2 separate regions of the Bos taurus genome follow, and region 1 is linked to region 2. A link is a contact called in public Hi-C data. All regions are on one chromosome and are shown on one strand. The core of a region is the stretch at or near the end of the contact, and the rest is flanking DNA. Distances in the headings are between cores, read along the strand shown.

The links. A called contact is a pair of places that touch in the nucleus more often than the background predicts.
Region 1: a Hi-C map of liver shows a contact between it and region 2, with 2.3 times the contacts expected there. The contact joins the promoter of PSMA1 here to the enhancer-like site in region 2. A contact is called at or near these places in 4 of 11 Hi-C or Micro-C datasets (liver, skeletal muscle, skin fibroblasts and 1 more).

What each region holds. Positions count from the first base shown.
Region 1 is chr15:38,212,043-38,215,838 of ARS-UCD2.0, reverse strand. PSMA1 (proteasome 20S subunit alpha 1) reads right to left here and starts at 1,971. Exons shown (of 10, transcript NM_001035310.2): 1 at 1,919-1,971; 2 at 517-561; 3 at 139-240; 4 at 1-20. The coding sequence starts at 1,921.
Region 2 is chr15:38,002,214-38,005,715 of ARS-UCD2.0, reverse strand. The region is part of intron 1 of PDE3B (phosphodiesterase 3B); the gene reads left to right. Among named protein-coding and RNA genes, the nearest start is that of PDE3B, 92 kb to the left of the region's middle. Within about 2 kb of position 2,240, at least 21 of the 102 cell types and tissues checked have an H3K27ac peak or open chromatin away from gene starts, as enhancers often do. A contact at or near this core is called in liver, where this site is marked.

The sequences.
Region 1 (3,796 bases), core at 722-3,221, 210 kb before region 2:
GCAAGTTCTGACTGTGCTCTCTAAATAGAAACATCATTTAAGACAAAAGAGTAAGTTTATAATTTTATTATTTATATAGTGAAACTAACATTTTACAGTGTTTTCTAGGGAGGAAGATATATTTATTGCTTTACTTACCTTCAATGCAACCAACACTGCATGAGTTTTTGATTTCAGACCAACTGTGGCTGAACCTTGTTTGACAGCTTCCATTGCATATTCAATTTGATGAATTCTGCCCTAAAATGAAAAAAAAACAAAAACAAAAAACCTTAGTCATTATAAGACCCTTTTACGTATTTAAAATAATTTAGCAATCCCAAATCTCAAGTAGGCATAGTTACACCTCAAATGCTGTTTCTTAAAACTAGAAGACTGACTTTAATAATAAACTTAGGTTTCAGGAACGTATAAAATGATTATATTCCATTTTCTCGCTTCCTATAATCCCATAAGCTTCTGAACACACTGCAGTCACCAAAAGTCACTTCACAGGAGTAATATAAAACATTTTACCTGAGGGCTCCAAACAGTGACATCATTGTCATACTGGTTGCGAAACTGAAAGTAAATGAAAAAAGACCTATTAACACAAGAATATTACAAATTCAAAATCTTAACAAGCTCTATCATTAAAAAATGTTCTCTCATCTCCCTCCATCCAGCATTAAGGAAAAGCTGTTGTTGCAGTCTCATTGGAAGATTACTACTGTAATCAGCTGCAAGCCAATTTTACATTTATAAGGAGATGGGGGGGGGGGGGTCGGGGGGGGGGCTGGGTGGATCTAGATGGTACCTAGCTTCCCAACCAGTCTTGCAGATCTAACACTGTTCATAGTACTTGCTTTGGGTTCAGTCAATTACTAAAGTTCCTATGTGTCCACTTTCCTTTCTATCTTTGCTAATATTCTTCCCTTATATCAGACCCTACTTTACCTTTTCTTAAGTCAGCTCAAATGTCTATCTCTTGAAATCTTCTCCATCTTTTCTCCCCAAATCTCAAAACACACTCCCACCAGTTCTTTATCTTCACTTCCTTTTCTGCCTCATACTACGATTTGGGATATGTCTGATTTATCTTTGAACCTTCACTGCACTTAAAACATTCATACTGAATATGTAAAGGCACATACTGAACGTGCCTTTCATTCATTCATACTGAATGAGAACACAAGAATGTCCCCAGGAAGTCAGAAGTGGACACACATTGCCATAAAAACAGACCCATTACTGCTTTAAAGACGATATTAAAACAAGTCCAGCACAGTACTTGGGAGACTAATCATGGGGGTGAGAAGGCTGAGCGCTGGAAGGCAGGCACAGGCCTGGAATCCCTGAGCTCTATACTATAACCCTGATTTCATCACTAATATCAGCTTCGGTTCACTCATTTGTAATATCAGGTGACTAGACAAAGTGATTGAAAAGGGCTTTTTCTGACACAGCTCTAAGAAAAAGACTGCACAGGGACCCGCCAAGAAAATGAACGCGGTCCCGGCAGCAACCCAAACCCTGGAATCAAGTCCGCACTTGGCAGTACAAGGAAGTCTGAAGTTAAGTCCCTATTTTTCCTTTCTCCCACACAGACCACTAGGGCCCTCTCTGGACTGCTCGGAATCTACTCGACTGAAGGAACCTGAGGAGCGAAATTGGCTGGTAGACCGAGAAGATATTGTTCAAGGCCCGGTGGAAAGCGAAACAAACCCCAGGGAAAGGTCGCACCGGCAGCAGACTACCGACCTCCACTCTCCCGGCCAGGCCGGAGATGCTGAATCACCGCCTGAACCATCCCGTCGGCTACAGTTCCCAAGTCCCATGGCCCCGGACCGCTCTAAGGAAGGCATGAGAAGAAGCTCCCCCTAACCCCCCAGCCGCGGACCTCTTCTCCAACCCTGCCTAAGCTCGGAATCCAACGCACCATGGTTCCGGCGCGAGCCCGGCTTCGGCCTCCTGCAAACCTGCGGATGGAACAGCACTGCCGAAGCTTCCGCTCGGCGATCTACAGAGAAGACTGCGGATTTTGACGGCGGCGGCGCAGGGTAGAATAGTTTATTCCAGAGATATCGATAGGCTTCCCTTGCTCCCCCGCCCTCAGAGCTCTCGGGTGGCTCAGAAGTGGGAGGGGCCTGGGAAGCTAGAGGAACTGAGATTGGCTGGAAACCTTGGGCCAGGAGTGCCCGCGGGAGCTAGGAGCTGCTGGGCCGCAGCTACCAAGTACCCCTTCTTGGGTTCTTGGGGAAGTTGCCTGCGTGTTGCTGACTCCTGTCAGTTTCTCACCGGCCTGACCAGATGCACCAGAGACTACAGGTGATCGAGTGTGTGGCTCAGTCTCCCCTTAAGCGATATATGAGGTGTTGTGTAACGTGAGAAGAACGATACTGAAAGAAAGGCCACAAATAATGGTCCGTTTTTGTGCCAACCATCCTCTCCCTCTATCTTGTTTGTGAACGTGCTTTTCTTTCTACTTTGGAATCCTTTCTCCTACTCTTTGGAGAACTCATATTTCAAGGATTTGTTATCATCAGTCTTTTTAACATTATTATTGGCTTCACCCCAAGAGACTTTACACTCTTTGAGGGCGCCAGTGTCTTTCTGTACCTTCAAAACCAAGCACGATGCTGAAAGATTAGGCAACTAAGGGAAAAGGTGGACATTTTCTTCCAAAACACGTATTTTCTCTTTTGTGAGCATCTTTTAGTAAATCCTGAAATAGTTTAGGACAGTTGTGCAATCAGCTGCCAACCTAACATTTACTGACTGCCAATGATGACTTGAAGTGAAGTGAAGTCGCTCAGTCGTGTTCGACTCTTTGCGACCCCATGGACTATACAGACCATGGGATTCTCTAGGCCGAAATACTGGAGTGGATAGCCTTTCCCTTCTCCAGGGGATCGTTCCAACCCAGGGATCGAAACCAGGTCTCCTGCATTGCAGGCGGATTCTTTACCAAGTGAACCACAAATGATGACACTTTCTTTATAAAAAAGAAAGGATGGATACCTAGAGTCATATAAGGGAAGAGTTGAGAGGGTCCTTAAGTATCTAAGCTTTGCAGATGAAGAAGAGACTCAGCTTACTTAAGTGATTTGCTCAAGTTCCCAGCAATTTAGTATCAGACTCTTTTTTTAAACCTTGCCACTTATATATTTTGGACATTTTTTCATGTTAAACATTTTCTAGGTTAAACATGACTCCCTAGTATTATGCTCTGGATATTTTATTTACCCAAATTCCTAGTGTTTAATATTTAGGTTACCCCTCTCCCAAGCAGCTTATTTATGACATATCTTTTGTATACACATCTGTACTCCTTTTTATAGAATAAATTCCTGAAAATGGAATTGTAGGGTCAAATGAAATGGATATTTCTAAAGCTTTTATGAAAAGTACTAAATTGCTCTGGAGAAATGTTTTACCAAAATGTATTCTCAACCACTGTATATGAGTGATCCCTTTCTTAAATTCACCAATATTGCTTGTTGTCATTTTTCAAAGTCACTGTAAATTTAGTAGATTAAATTGAAAGATTGCTTTCTTTTGTTTTCCCAGTACCTAGCATAAAGCCTACCACATAAGAGCTTAATAAATAATGTTAAATGGGTGAATAATGAATGTTGAATGGGTGCTTAAAATTATTTAGCACATAAAAATTTTGACAATTCTTTTCTACATATCTCTGTGTATTGACATGCCTCACATGTATGTATTATATAACTTTTTAACAAGCAAAATAATGATAAACTTCTATACTAGATATAAAAAAGTATGGTCATCTTTCATATTCATAATTTAAAAT
Region 2 (3,502 bases), core at 991-3,490:
GGATAAGAGATTAAGAATACTGATAAGATAGATGCTATTTCGTATATTTAGAAAATGACTCTCTGTGCTTGAATTCCCTTAGCACAGCTAATGAGACCTTGGTGTGTTAAACTGTTTTAAAATGATTCTGAAAGATTAAAAATAAAGTAGGTGTTTTAATTCAATTTAAGAACATCAAATGATAAAAACAAGTCTCATAAGATCAATAGGCTATAAATGTTTTAGTTGGTACTTTTAAAGATTAAAGCTCTTTTTCAAACATTCTATGACTTCAGTACTTCATATTTTTCCCACTCAACCTATATTTGTACCATCCCTTTAAATATTGTTGTTTCTAGTTTGGAACTTTTGAGAAAAAAGCCCAAACTTACATGTACACTTTAAGTGCTATGTTATAAATTCTGAATTATCAGTACAGCTTTAGGAAAAAATCTTCATTGGAGTGGCCTGGCATGTTCAAGGACCACCTAGTATAGCTCAGAGAGAATTATAGGAGAATAATTGGAAACAAAAAGTAAACATTACCCTTGAGGAACTCTGCTATAAATGGGAGCAAAGAAATGGGATACAGGCTGAGTGTAAGATCATGAAAAAGTTTGTGTGTGTGTGAGAGGTGAGAAATTGCGGCATGTTTATAGTCTAACGGGAATAATGGCAATGATTTAGTAGAGAGAAAAAATGATGGAAGAGCGAGGGAGAGAGCTGCTTGTGAAGCATTCTCAGGTAGACACCTGGATTGGATCTTGGGATCAAACCCATGGAGGAGGGCATGGCAGCCTACTCCAGTATTCTTGCCTGGAGAATCCTACGGACAGAGGAAGCCTGATGAGCTACAGTCCATGGAGTTGCAAAGAGTCGGACACTTCTGAAGCAAGATGCAGGTACCAGCAGATTGGATCTAGACCATTTATGGAAAAGTGAGTCATTGACTAGAGCTCAGCAAGTTCAACTGTACTAACAGAATGAAATGCAGGAAATACGGGATCAAGTATTGGAGGGTAATCTATGATTTGATGATCTATTTTTATTATTTTTGGAAAGAAATCTCATTAAAAGCTTAAATAATTATCCTTTCAGCATAGTAGTAGAAAGAGAATAAAATTTGAAGGGCGATAAATCTGAGTTCAGATACTCGCTCTGCAATTTACTGCTGCTACTGCTGCTAAGTCGCTTCAGTCGTGTCCGACTCTGTGCGACCCCATAGACGGCAGCCCACCAGGCTCCCCCGTCCCTGGGATTCTCCAGGCAAGATACTGGAGTGGGGTGCCATCGCCTTCTCCACTGCAGTTTACTAGCTGACACCTGATAGAACTTGGTTCACAATGTCCCTGTATTTAGGATTGCAAGAAATATTAATGGAATTCACTCCAAGGTGGTTCAAATAAACCTTAAGAGAAGGAACAAGCCTAAGAGGGTGATCAAGGGATGGTTAGGCAGCTCGAGAGCTAGTAACACTAGAAAGCTGTTACCTCACCTGAGGCTGATAGAGCAAGGATGGAAATAGTGTTTCCAGAGTCACAGCTGAAGTTGGGAAGGGAAGACCAACTGATTAAGAGCTGTAGTCATGGAGGCAGCAGAAAGGGCACAACCATTTTCCTCTCCTCCCACACTCCAGTTTCCTGCCATCATCTTCCAACCTAAGTAGAAGTCAACTGCATGGCAGCTTGGGAGATGCAGAGTGTCGGGGTCAGCCTTCCCATCATGGAGAGGAGGACAAAGAAGGGATCTGAGAGGCAAATGGAGAATAATTAGTATAATCACTAAGCCTTAACTTCTCCATATATAAATGGGGTTACTTGCACAATTGTTGTGATTCCACATGGCTGCCAAGCACCTGCCATATTACTAGCACATAGTAGTGCTGATAATATAGGATGGTGTAGCATAATACATGCATATGTATGGCTGACTTCCTTCGTTGTTCACCTGAGACTGTCACAATATTGTTAATCAGCTATACCCCGATACAAAGTGGGAAAAAAAAAAGATCGTTTAGCATAAAGTTTAAGAATCCTTAAAAAGCTTTGCAATGAGACAGATCTGAATTTAATTTCTGTCTCTGCCACTTACTAGTCATGTGACTCTGGGCAGGGTACTTCACCTTTTTAGTCTCTGTTGTGTCATTTGTAAAATGGGGAAATAGGCTTACCACAAAGAATTCTAGTGAAGATTAAAGAAGCCATGGTATATTAGGCGGCCGACGGTGCTGGTGCACAGCGTGCAGGCTCAATCACCACAGCTGTAGTCGTATGTTTTGATTGATTGGTAAGGATAGCAAATGAGGCTAGTTTCCAAGTAATACTAGTCTCCACCCCCACCACACACCCCGCCCCCCCTTTTTTTGGCCCTTATTCTCAGGTTTCCACCCCACCACACAGGAGAGACACACACACCCTTTTTTTCTTGCCCTTATTCTCAGGTTTTCTGACTGGGGCCTTTATTTGTCATGCAGGGGTCAAGATGACTGTCGTTGCACTTTAGACTATTAGAAAGTACAGTTGTACAGTTTTAGTTTAGCTTTTTAGGGTGTCCATTTATTTTATGTTTTTGGTTTATGGTCAATAAACATAGTTAAATGGGCCTAAAGTTGAAAGGCACAGAAAAAGTTGAAAGTACTGAAATTTGAGAAATTAACCTAGATTTATACACGAAGCTCAAGTGAAAAATGCTGAAAATAAAGTATGTTTTAACAGTTAATTCACAGCTGTTACATAATAGCTAATCTTTCAAATTTCACATAAATGTCACAGTTCTGTAAGCTTAACTTGAGGACACATATATGTTTTTCTTCTTGGCTACATTAGGGAACAATGAAGTAAAACCTCATTGACGTAATTGAACCTGATAACATCTCCTGGTTGTGCTGCTGATGTTTCACTGTGGTGGTGGTGGTTTCATAGAGCTCTGTAAAGCATGTTGGACTTACAAACATATTCAAACAGAAACTTTAATCAGGATTCAACTTTTTAACCACAAAGAAAAGCTGAGTTTATAAAAGCACAGTTTTGGATTTACTTTATCAAATCAACTAAAAGAATTTTTTTTAATAATAGGCATCTCATATGTTACTTAAATTGAAAATACTGTTTTTAAAAGTATTTTTGAACAGATGTCTACAGTGTGTGAAAATACTAATTTCTGATACTGTGTAAATTTGAATTTAGATGGAAAGAGACAAATGGAGTACTGGAAGCTCCTAAAAACAGCAATTAAAATTAATCCTTTCATGAAATGTGGAGAAGGCAATGGCACCCCACTCCAGTACTCTTGCCTGGAAAATCCCATGGACGGAGGAGCCTGGAAGGCTGCAGTCCGTGGGGTCGCTGAGGGTCGGACATGACTGAGCGACTTCACTTTCACTTCACTTTCATGAAATGACGTCTTATCATATAATAGAACCATGTTTTGAGAACATACCATAGTCACTAAAACTCTTTTTTCACTTGATTCAAAATTTAATAATATTTGAATTATTTATCCTTATATTTATTTATAGGATTTC